Regions from separate parts of the Mus musculus genome. Here regions 2 and 3 are each linked to region 1. Evidence: chromatin contacts called from public Hi-C and HiChIP or PLAC-seq data. All regions are on one chromosome and are shown on one strand. Each heading gives the region's core, a stretch centred on a gene start, on an enhancer-like site or on the middle of the called end of the contact. The rest is flanking DNA. Distances are from core to core; before and after follow the strand shown.

Region 1 (3,832 bases), core at 808-3,307:
AAAACTGAGCACCATCCATCCCACAAGGCGGCCCACAAGAATTCAAAGGTGGGTCTGTGGGAAATATTCATTATCCCTGGCAGCGGGAAGCCCTGGAATAATTTCTGGCTTATTTCAAAAGATCTCTCACTTTTTATAATCATAGTTCAGCTACTGGGAAACCATGAATACACACTCAGGTCAGCCCTAAAGTCAAGCAGTGAGTGAGATCCGAGGCTACAAACAGAGGCTTGTGCTGCTGCTGCTGCTGCTGCTGCTGCTGCTGCTGCTGCTATGGATGGAGTCATTAGAATGAAGTGTCTGACAAACTCAAAGATGTCCTCACACTTGCTGCTGGGAGCTAAAGACAGAGCTTCATCCTGTCTCAGGTTCTGTGGGTTTAGGTCTGACTTTTAATCTTATTTGCACAGGCTCATTCTAATCTAAGCACACACATACACACACACACCCCTCATTGATTTAGGAGCCACATGCTCGTTCCACAGTTCAGCCAACGATCTGTGCCTTAGTAGAATAAAGTACTATTCATTCACTTAAGGGGCACGTCACAGCTGCATAAAAAGGTGGCTTGTTAATTCATTTCTGGAGTGTTAATACTTTCTTAGAATTTTTACCAAAAGTTCTACAATGCTTGTAGGTGTGTATTTCAGCTCTATAAGAAGAAAAAAAAAAACCGACCCTTTCCTCACTCCTAGAGGACTTAACTTGCTCACCAGTAAGCATCCTGGAGATTCAAGGTGAGATGAAACGCAATGGAAGCAAACCACAGTCACCTTCAAGCAAGCAGACTGATTGCTAAAGAGCCATAAACTACAGAATATATTCCTAAAACAAAATCTCCAAAGAAAATGATAATTTTCTTTGAGCTGCTTCTCCATTGGTTTGGTTTGGTTTTAGCTGATAGACTTCCCAAAGGCAATGAATACAATGCTCTCTCATTTCCTCTCACAAGACATCCCATGGATATTTCCACAACAATATAAGCCAGTTAAATATGACTTGCTGTGTGTCCTTTGAAATCTACCACTGTGGCAGAGACAGCAGGTGACATCATGTGAAAAGCAAGGCCTTTAGCTATAATAAGCCAAGGAAGTTAGAGAACACAGAGCTCAGGGGGCTCTGGGCTCACTCTAGTCTGTAGTTATTCATTTGATTGCTTACTTCTTACATGACTGCATGAACATTTGAGGACAATGTTTTGGTTGGAATTGTTACCTTGTCCTTGTTCATTTCATTGCTGCTGAGTTCTCTTGGGGATAGAATTTAAGATTAACTTGGGGAAGCAACAAAAATCATAGGGAATGCTTCTGAGTTGAGCCGTCCAGACTCTGAAAGACCTGACTTATAAAATAGTGCACTTCTTGTCTCCTGGAGTGTTCAGGCACAGGCACCTGGGATGCTAAAGAGATTTCAAGTACCAAGGGGCTTAAGGGGTTAAAAATGCAGCTGCTCACAGAATTTGCACACCTGCATGCATCCAGTCAAGCTGCCAATAAAGAAACTGCTTACACTGGGTGACTGAATACATTCTGTTTGGTTAAACCTGTGTGTGCTAAGATCAGAATCATAATATTTAAGCAAGCATCTATTCTGGAATGGCCTTTTAAAAACATCATCTCAAAGAACAAAACAAGTAAACTGTCTAAGGTGAACTCACAGGCAGGAATAAGTAGGTCATGCGTTGAGCTGTGTGCTGTCTGTTCATGCATGCAAAGCCTGGGGTGTTCCCTAGTGAACCAAACAGTTAACCAAATCCCAGAGCTAGAACAAAGTGATCCCTAATGGTCCCTGAATGTCTTTCTAGAACCAAGTGTGCTTTAAAACTGTCCTGGTGTTTAACTACCTAGTAACGCTGATGTAATTCTCCAGTGTCTAGCCACTGAGAAATCTTGCAAACCAGACTGCAACTAGAACAGGCTGAGTTACTTCCTCAACCCTAAGCCATTGTGCACCAGGCAGATTGAAGCTAGTTTTTCTCCAGTCCTGCATTCCATGTGCCACCAGGACAGCTCATAAATGTCCAGAGAAAAGAAGCAAGGATGACTCGATGCATTGGGAATGGAGAACTAATCCTGGCAGAAATCCTACAGGATTAGATAGGTCTCCTCCAGAAGACAGTGGGGAAGGTCTCATGGGAGTGTGGTTAAGAGCCCTTAAAAAAAATAATGGGTGGCAGATTTAAGACATGACTCAGCAGTTAAAAACCCTGGCTGCTCTTCACAAGGACCTGGATTCAATTCCAAGCACACACTAGGTGGCTCACAATCATCTATAATTCCAGTTCCAGGTGATCCAATGCCCTCTTCTGGCCTCTTTCGGTATTGCATGTCTACAAAATGATGCGTATAGGAAATAAATTAAAATGCTGATCCAAGGAATAACTGAGTGGGCAGGCTGTACTGAAACCCCATTCTGGCATCTTAGTTAGGTCTAGTATTGGGGTTTTGATCAGCATGTTGTATAGACAGTACATAGAAAACAAGACTGTTTCTGGAAATACGTTATTCACCAGATGTTTTCTTGCAATCAATTCTAAGTTTTCAGAGTTAAAAGAATCAGGCAATGTAAGTGCACACCACATTCTGGATCTACTGGCTTGATTCAGTTCTCTCCTTTTTCTAAAATTAATGTGCTGAAACTGGTATGGTGTCAGGTATATTAGTGTAATGCTTAATTGTATTCCTCGAACTGTCTTTGATGGATGTTAACTAACAAGAAAAATCTGCACCCAAAAATGCTATTTTTAATTTCCTGTTATCTGCAGGAGGTGAAGAGTTCTTAACAGAATTCCTGCAACAAAATACATCCATTTAAAATCAATAAATGTCAGCTATGGTAAACTTCATTTATCAGCTGCCATAAAACACATTCCAGCCTCAGTGGCTGAATTCAGAAACCATCTCGAAGACAAGAGTACACAAACAAACTCTGACTTGCTAGTAATTGACCTTTCACTTGATATTAAGTCTTCTCCAATGACTGAAAATTTAAATAAAAATCAGCTGTGCCTTTATGAGGCATCTTCCCAGCACCCGCAAGGACTTATCTCACAATAGCTGCTCAACATTTGTGTGGGTGCACGTGAATGTGAGTGTGTGCATCCATGTGGGGGGGAGTGTGAATGTGTGTGAAAGTGTGCATGGTGTGAGTCTGTGTGCAACTGTGTGAGCATGTGTGTGAATATGTTTGTTAAAAGAATAAGCACGTAAAATAGTATTAAGGTTCATAGCTTTATAACAAACCTGGAATGAAAGATCAAAAACACACACAAACTATTTTTGGCAACTGTGATCAGGTGGCAGCATAATCTGGTGGCTTTATAAATTATGTCACAGGTTTCAGTGGCCAGTCGGCTTTGCTATGGAGTGATTCCCAGGCTAATGAAAGATGCTGTCTCAAATAGCAAGATCGTCCTCTGATCGTCACACAAACATGTATACACAAATAATGAAACAATTCCTTAATGTATCTTATAACTTTGATATGTTTGTTATTGTCAATTTGTCCATTTTAAAAGTAAAACAAGTAGCTATCACAAATACATTCGAAAAGCAGGCAGATAAAAGTGAAATGCTTATACTTCAAAACGGTTATATTACCAAGGCACCAGTCTTCTATTTTGGAGACCATGCCAACCGTGTTGAAAGGTAAAGGGCTTTTTAGGATCAATAGCTAATTGGATAAAGAACAGAAATTTGGGATAAACAACTGAATATTCAATGATCTACCTAACTCGGAGTTCTGCATTTGAAATACTTTTATGGCATATATGAGTATATGTATAGTCTAAGCCCAGAATTTTACCTAGCACCTTGGCCATTTGGCACATGCT
Region 2 (3,832 bases), core at 366-2,865, 550 kb before region 1:
GTCTGAATTAAGAGAGGACATATCTAGGGAAAGAATGCCTCCAAACTCTTTGAAAATGGTGTTAAGGAGAAAACATGGCAGTCTAAAAACATTAACAACAAAATTGCTTCAGGGCACTCGAATCCTTATCCATGGAAACTTGGAATCATTTTAGAAGATTTGCAGTAAGTAGTGATGTGATTGACTTGATCTCTGAACACTTGAATGAATTTATGCACTCTTCTTTAGGGCTTAGCATACTTTAAAAGTCACATTAAGCCCAAAGATAACTTTAACAAACCAGTTCTTACTTTTTGACTACATTGCCTCAAGCCCTTGATTTTCAAAATACTATGCCCAATTTTCAAAATTTCTGTGTAAAACTTAATATAAATACATCTATATATTTATAAAAAATATTTAAAAGGTTTTTTTACTTTTATTTATTTGTTGTGTTGGACACATTCATGCCACAGCTTGGGTGTGGAGGTCAGAGAACAGCATGCAGAAATCAGCTGTATCCTTTCACCTTGTGGGCCTTGCGTATTAACCTCATGTCATCAGGCTTGGTAGCTTGTACCTTTACTCACTGAGCCAGCTTGCCAGCCCATGTGTTCTTTTTACTCAAAGTGTCTGTCATAGCTTTCTATTACTGTGATAAAATATTATGAGCAAGGCAACTTACAAATGGAAGCATTCGGTTTGATTTAATATTTTAGAGGGACAGAGTCTATGCTGGTGGAACAAAGGAATGTATGAGAGCTCATATCTTGATCTACAATCATGAGGCACACACAGACACAGATATGGGGGTGGGGTGAGAGAGAGAGAGAGAGAGAGAGAGAGAGAGAGAGAGAGAGAGAGAGAGAGAGAGAGTTCACAAACTTGGGAACTGATTTCCAATGTAGGAACCTATGGGGGCCATTCATATTTAAGCCACAAAAATATCCAGCTATATATACTCATTTGTAACACTGTTTTCTTCCATTCATTTTTATTCACTCTTTACTTTCTTTCATTTCATATATATATGTTCAGAGTTCTGCACATCTTATCATACAGGTAGAGTATAGTCTAATTAAATAATACCCAACAATTGGCCATCCATTATGGGATATTTATTATTTCAAGAAATATACTGCAGTGAACAGTTTTGTGTATATAAGCACACACTGTTTATACATATGTATGAATATATTATGACGAATCATAAGAAGCTTCTTAAAAGGATATTTGCTGTTATAACTCTTACTGTAATTGCCAAGTCTGAGAACCCCCATAAAGCACTGGTGTCCCAAACACATGCTAAACAAAATTTAATCAGAACCCAGCTTTCTATAATCAAAGTTTTATTACCAAAGCCTTCCACATTCGTTTTCACGATTACTGGTAAGCCAAAAAGCAAGCAGCAGATGTTGGCCTTGCTATGATTAACGTAACAGATCTCAATTGAGTGCAGATGAAACTGCTACTTTTTCAACCACTCTGTGGCCCCATAACAGGCTGTAGTGGTGATGTCACATATGGATCAATGCTCCAGCATGACTCACACCTGTCTTCTGAAACACTCCATTGTGGCTTTATTTCTGGGTGGAGTGGGGTGTGACTCATTCACTGACTCAACCCATCAACACCCTAAATCTGCTTATGAAAATACCACATGGGGATAAGTCTGCAACCACTCTCCTATTTAGCAAGCACACAAGGCACAGAGAGCCCCAACCTATAAAAGGTTTTTGTTCTCTAAGCTTCACTGCAGAATGTAGTTAGTTCTTGAGGTTTCCCAGTCCTCTCCTTCTTCCCTTGCCCACCTTCATATCATCATTTTAGCCATGTTTGTTACTCTGCTTCCCAATAGCACCATAACCAGAAGATAATTAAGGAGTAAATCAACAGGTATGATGATTGATGGGTGTAATGTCATAACTGAACACTTCAGGTAAATCCCTGTGCTTGGTGATGTATATATAATTTATCTGTAAATAAACAATATAAAACTGAGGATTATTTGGTACCCCCCCCTCTTCACTGGGAATGTGATAGCCTCACAGCCCATTTTGGCTGAGTTCTTTTTTTCTTTCAAGAAGTGGGTTGTGCTCAGTTAGCCCCTAATCGCAAGTTTAGTTGATGCCCCCTGCCCTGCCTTAACCCTCCTGGAAGCTGGAATATTAGTCTGTGGCCCCCAAGTTTTGGTCTGTTAATTCCTTTGCTTCTTCCTCTCAAGAGACAGTACTGCCCTCAGCAAACTTTGCATGTTTCCTTGTTCCCTGTTCAGTTCCAACACCTACATCAAGCCAGTGTCTGTTTTATGTTTGTTCAGGCTTTCTATTCTCACCAGAGAATTTTCTGTGACTGGATTCTTTCATGGTAGAAGAGATTGCTACTATTCCATTCAGGAAACCTCATTAGTAGGTCAGAAAAAACTGTATCTCTGGTTAAGCCATCATTAAGATCAGATCCCCTTCCTGTCAACACACACACACACACACACACACGAGCACATATGTGCACCACTAAAATGAGTTGCAATTCTCAAGGCTATTTCCACATCTGAAAACGCACCTGGGAAAGGCAGGGAGGTCATCTTTGCATCGTCTCTCTTTTACTCCATCCTGCTTGCCGTCCTGAATCAAGGCTCAGATTGTGAGTATACGGGAGGGATGAGACAGACATACTTGAGCAGAAGAGGTAAAGTGGAAAGTGGCATACTTATTCAGGAAGTGGCATACTTATTCAGGAGCTGGGTAAAATGCTGCCACAGGTGAGGCTGCGTGAGAAGTGAGGCTCTGTTTCCTCCAGGTGGTGCTTACTCAGTGTCAAGCCACGGTGTTTTGTTTTAGCAGTCTTTTCTCAGTTCCTCATACATTGAGCCACATACAACATACCATCTGTAGGGGTCATTCCATCCCATTTGCTGGTTGTTTGGAAATGCACGGGCCAACAAGAACCAACATACAGATGTCCCTATCCTTGAACACACACTGGCTTGACTCTTGCTCTCATGGGAAGCTCCATTTTGGAGAAACTGATAGTAATAGGAGATGATTCAGGTTCTGGCTTTATTGTGCATAATGGACAGCGGTTGGGTGGTCTAGAGCACCCACCTTAATCTCTCTTTCCTTTCCTGCATAATTGTCTGGATATGTATGGTCCAAGAAGTTATTTAGGTAATTTGTGATTGCTCTTGTTCTGCAGGAAAAGCCAAGGAAGTTCAAATATAATTGTGTGAACTCCATGATTAAAGAAGACACATTAGTGGGAAAGCTACTGCAGTCCAGATGATGCATACAAGGCAGAACATATGTCCACAGAGGCCCTTTAGCTCCTCTGCTTACATACAAACAGGAACAACAGAAGGAGAAGGAGATCATGCATGCACACTATGCACAGAGCACAGAAAGACACCAAGAGACAAGTACTTCTAATAAAAGTAACCGTGCTCTTAGAGTTTACCTTGCTATAGGAAATATTGCATATATTGGCCAGTCAACAATGTACCTATATGCTTTCAAATCAGCAGCTATATACGTTTTTAATGAAGTATTACTAACATCTCCTTCAAATATGCTTCATTTTAACTCATAATTGTGGCCCAATATTACTACAATTAATAAAAATTTAAATACTTATTTACATAGGAGGCAGGGTGGTCTATAATGAAGCATATGGGCTTTGGGGCTGCATAGAGGTGTTTTTACTTACAACAAAAATGAAAGACAATGTAATTATACACGGCACTGCTGTCGAATCATGGACATGTTCTAATTTTCTGAGATGTTGCTGGCATAAAAACTTCAGTTCATATTTTACTTAACCTGGAACACACCTGTCTGTTCTGAAAGATTGACAGAAA
Region 3 (3,832 bases), core at 859-3,358, 520 kb before region 1:
AGCCTCATGTGAGCAGGTGGTAGTCATTCCTACGTCTATTGGATATTCATTTGTACTCTCTGGTGTGAAGCAGAATATTAATTACTGCATCCTTATCTAATATCGAGGGTAACATATTTATCATAGCATGCAAATGCTTCATACGGTTAACTATCAAGAGAATTATTACAATCTTATTGGATAAGTAGCATCATCGTGCTGTGTGTAATATAATTAGTTTCGAATCTAAATGTATGCAGATAAATCACATGCCATTATGGAAAATTTATAGCCATTAAATGACTTTGTGACATATTTTCATTTGAACCTAAGAACAATAGTTCAAAATCTACTTTCTACATAAAAAATATCTCCATCAGCTCTACATTTTTTCTACTCTGAACCACCATACACTTAACTCACTTATTCTTCCTTCTTTTCTTGACACCCACAACACTGAACCAATCTTCATCAGTACCTCTCTTAGCCCCAGGATATGTCATCAATAGCCTGCTGGCTACAAGTGGACAGGAGGTACCCTAGATCAGAATGGGTGGAGACAGAGTTCTTCAGTGAGTATGGAGATCAACAGGGTAGACTTGCTAATTGGAGACAGAACATCTGATGATGCCCCAGGCCAATGACAGACCTCATTTCAAAGGAGATGGATGGTTTTCCTGAGGATAACACTTCAGGCTGTCCTCTGACTTTTGCACATACACACACAAAAACATACATACATACAAAAACACACATGCAAGGACACAAACACAAGAACACACAAGAATAAACACAGGAAAAACCCCACAAGAGCATACACAAAGAACACACACACATGCTCTCTCTCTGTCTCTCTGTCTCTGTCTATCTATCTCTCTCTCTTACACACACACACACACACACACACACACACACACACGGTTCTATTGGTCAGGCTGTTGCATATCTTTGGGAAGCCATCATTTATACTACCTATACCAACTAAAGTCAAGTTTGCATGTCCTAGTCACAGTTTTGAAAGTATAGGATTGCTGTCTTACTTTTTCAAAGGTACCATTGACATAATTAGACTTTATGTATTTCTGGTACAAATTGGAAACCAGTCCAATCTGGCTTCCTTGGCCTCTGCTCAGAAAAGTGTGCTCACATCCTCACAGATCGTTTCCCTTTTTCCTGTTTGTCTAACTCACTAAGAGAGTACATTCATAGACCCAAGGTGCATTCATAGATCCAAGGAGGCACAAAACTAGCATCCAAAGCTACAGTCTACATATTTTGTGATGTTGTGGTGAATCTGTGCATCTCAGCTTCTGCTTTTGGCATTTTAATAATGAGGACATTGAAAAAAATCAGTTCTTCCTCACCCTCCATATTTCCATTGTAGTCGACATTATTGATAAATAAAAGTAACCTTTTGTTTCTAACGATTTAGCACTTCTCAGTTAACCTAGTCCCTTCTCTGGAATCTCACCATCAGGCTCTTTCCCAGTTTTTGCTTCCTTCAAAGTCTAAAGGGAAAATGAAGGGATTTCTAGGTCTAATTTTCTGAAGGAATCACCACACCAATGAACAGAGCTTGTGGATAAGGCAGTGTATTTAAATTAATCAATATGTAGTTCAGAGGATCTATGTGTTATTACTCTGAAACAGAAAACAGGCTCAATATTTCACATGCCTCTCATTTTTCTTTCTATTGGGAAACATGGCTTGATGTGTTACCACCACTCTGCCTCATCCTGACACACTGAAGTCGGGAAGAGGAAGGCCAGCAGGACAGGTCAGCAAGATACCAGGAGCTGGCCCCCACAGGCCCCAATACCTGGGTCCTTACCTGACATGACTTCTCTATGAGGTCTCCTGTAAGGCCATTTCTGAGTTCTACCAGGTCCTCTGTTGCCATCCAGAACTCCAGATTCTATGGGATCTTTGCCAAAGAGTTTTACTCTGTAACCCCACGGTTAAATCAGAGCATCTTACTGTAACATGTGAGGAATGCCATTATCACAGTACAGGAATCTGAACAACCCCAGGAGTGCACCATGGAAAGTCTCTGGAGAAGTATCTCATCACATAATGAGTTCTCTCTGGGTCATTTCCAGGACAGGAAAGAACTGCATGACTGCTCAACCTCCAAATGATTGCATCAGACTTACTGTTAGACATGATGTCAATCCAGAGCAAGGCTGTATATTGTGTGGAGAGCAGCTTATTGCAAATGTAAGGGGAAAAAAGGCTATTTACTGTGCATTTCCTACGTCAAGCTTGGAACGTTACCTCTTCACTAACAGTTTGTTAGCAATTTTGATGTGTTCTGTTCTCAGGTCTCCTTCCAAGTCTTTAGTCTACTCACTTGTTGCTTATTTTGTTGTTTTATTTTATTTTTTAAACTTTAAAAGCGTAGTCAAATTATAAGAAAAAATCTACCCTATAGTCAAGCACAAGATATTCTGTACAATAAATATATTTGTGATAAGTCATTGGATCAAGATCAAGTGCAAAAATACATAGTCAGTTTTTACAACATTAAATTAGTAGACTAGAACCATTAATCATTTAGTGCCTACTAAAGCTAGGAGGCAAAATACTATATCCTCTATTATCATGAAGAGTCTTCATTCATAACAAAAAAATGAAAATAATATTTAAAAATCACATTTTCTTATTGATTTTTGCATGCAGTGTTAGTAGAGCATTTATCTTTCAGGGAGAAGAGTAGGAAAAGTTATCTTATTTGAGTATTCAAAATTGAGTAAACCCTTTCCCTCTTAAAAAATATGGAAAAGTAAGAGAGAGAGGAGGAGAGGAAGTTTCATGTTTGTTGCCATAATGAAGCACCCTGACAAAAAGAGCAACTTTTGGGGAAAAGGGTTTATTTTTGCTTACAATTCTAGGACATCATTGTGAGAATGTCAAGGCAGTAACTTCAAATAGCTGGTCCCATCTCATCCACAGTTAGGACCAGAGAGAAAAGGATACATATGCATTCACATGCTATGTGCTCAGTTTGGCTTGTTCATATATACAGTTCAAAATGATTTGCCCAGGGGATAGCTGCCAACAATGGGCTAGGTCTTCCCATATCAATTAATTAAGATAGTTCCTACAAACATGCCCACAGGCCAACCCAAAGTAGACAATAACTCATTGAGGTTCTTCAGGTGAGTGTAGGTTGGGTCAACGTGACAATTAAAACTATCTACCAGAGAAAGAGAGAATGAAAACGAGAGGGGGGAGGAGGAGGGGGGAGCAGGTGAGGAGGGGCAGGGAGAGGCAGAGGGGGAGAAATCTACTCTAGTCAAGTTATGAAGACAGCAAGGTTCCTTATATCATGTTTACTAGTCATTTTATACAGAAAACAAAAGAAAAAGGAATGGTTAAAAAACATAAAAGCAAAGAAAGAAGTCAATATTTAAAAGACTTCTTAGTAGTCCCTTCCTCCTTCCCAGTGGCAATTTCTGTCTTTGTGTCCAGTTCCCATTTAATATCTAAGAGACAGAACCTGGACGAGATGGCAAAGGAAGAAGATGACAGACCACGAGAACCACACAGAACATGGTCCATTTCTTTCTCCAAGTTTCCCTTTCCTGACTTGTTGGCTGGGCCAGTTTGCTCATGTAAAGCCTGAGCTCAGCAATAGTGATCCTGCAACCTGCAGGCTTCATGACGCCGTATGTGATGTTTAGAAGGCAAAAACCATGTAGGCACCTCTGCTGCTGTGTGTGCTTAGTGTTCACAGTGTTCTTTATCAGCTCTGCAGAGCCAGAGAGACAGCTTCTGAAGTTCCTCTTCTCTGTGTGATATGTGGCTCTTCTCCGTTCTGTTTTATATCCAAGGCTCTGTGGGACTGGCCTCT

Evidence for each region. HiChIP or PLAC-seq counts read pairs in DNA pulled down with a chosen protein or histone mark. Hi-C and Micro-C count contacts between places; a contact is called where the count stands out from the background.
Region 2: a CTCF HiChIP or PLAC-seq map of the NIH/3T3 cell line shows a contact between it and region 1, with 6 read pairs. The contact joins two enhancer-like sites. A contact is called at or near these places in 1 of 15 datasets of contacts at CTCF or cohesin (the NIH/3T3 cell line) and 2 of 115 datasets of contacts at active chromatin or transcription factors (the NIH/3T3 cell line and embryonic stem cells).
Region 3: a Hi-C map of adipose-derived mesenchymal stem cells shows a contact between it and region 1, with 2.9 times the contacts expected there. The contact joins two enhancer-like sites. A contact is called at or near these places in 1 of 484 Hi-C or Micro-C datasets (adipose-derived mesenchymal stem cells) and 2 of 9 other capture datasets (adipose tissue and liver).

The regions. Positions count from the first base shown.
Region 1 is chr8:68,705,489-68,709,320 of GRCm38.p6, forward strand. The region is part of intron 1 of Csgalnact1 (chondroitin sulfate N-acetylgalactosaminyltransferase 1); the gene reads right to left. Among named protein-coding and RNA genes, the nearest start is that of Csgalnact1, 28 kb to the right of the region's middle. Within about 2 kb of position 2,058, at least 30 of the 459 cell types and tissues checked have an H3K27ac peak or open chromatin away from gene starts, as enhancers often do. A contact at or near this core is called in the NIH/3T3 cell line and adipose-derived mesenchymal stem cells, where this site is marked.
Region 2 is chr8:68,155,831-68,159,662 of GRCm38.p6, forward strand. It overlaps a transcript of Psd3 not described here. Among named protein-coding and RNA genes, the nearest start is that of Sh2d4a, 120 kb to the right of the region's middle. Within about 2 kb of position 1,616, at least 89 of the 459 cell types and tissues checked have an H3K27ac peak or open chromatin away from gene starts, as enhancers often do. A contact at or near this core is called in the NIH/3T3 cell line, where this site is marked.
Region 3 is chr8:68,189,858-68,193,689 of GRCm38.p6, forward strand. It overlaps a transcript of Psd3 not described here. Among named protein-coding and RNA genes, the nearest start is that of Sh2d4a, 85 kb to the right of the region's middle. Within about 2 kb of position 2,109, at least 28 of the 459 cell types and tissues checked have an H3K27ac peak or open chromatin away from gene starts, as enhancers often do. A contact at or near this core is called in adipose-derived mesenchymal stem cells, where this site is marked.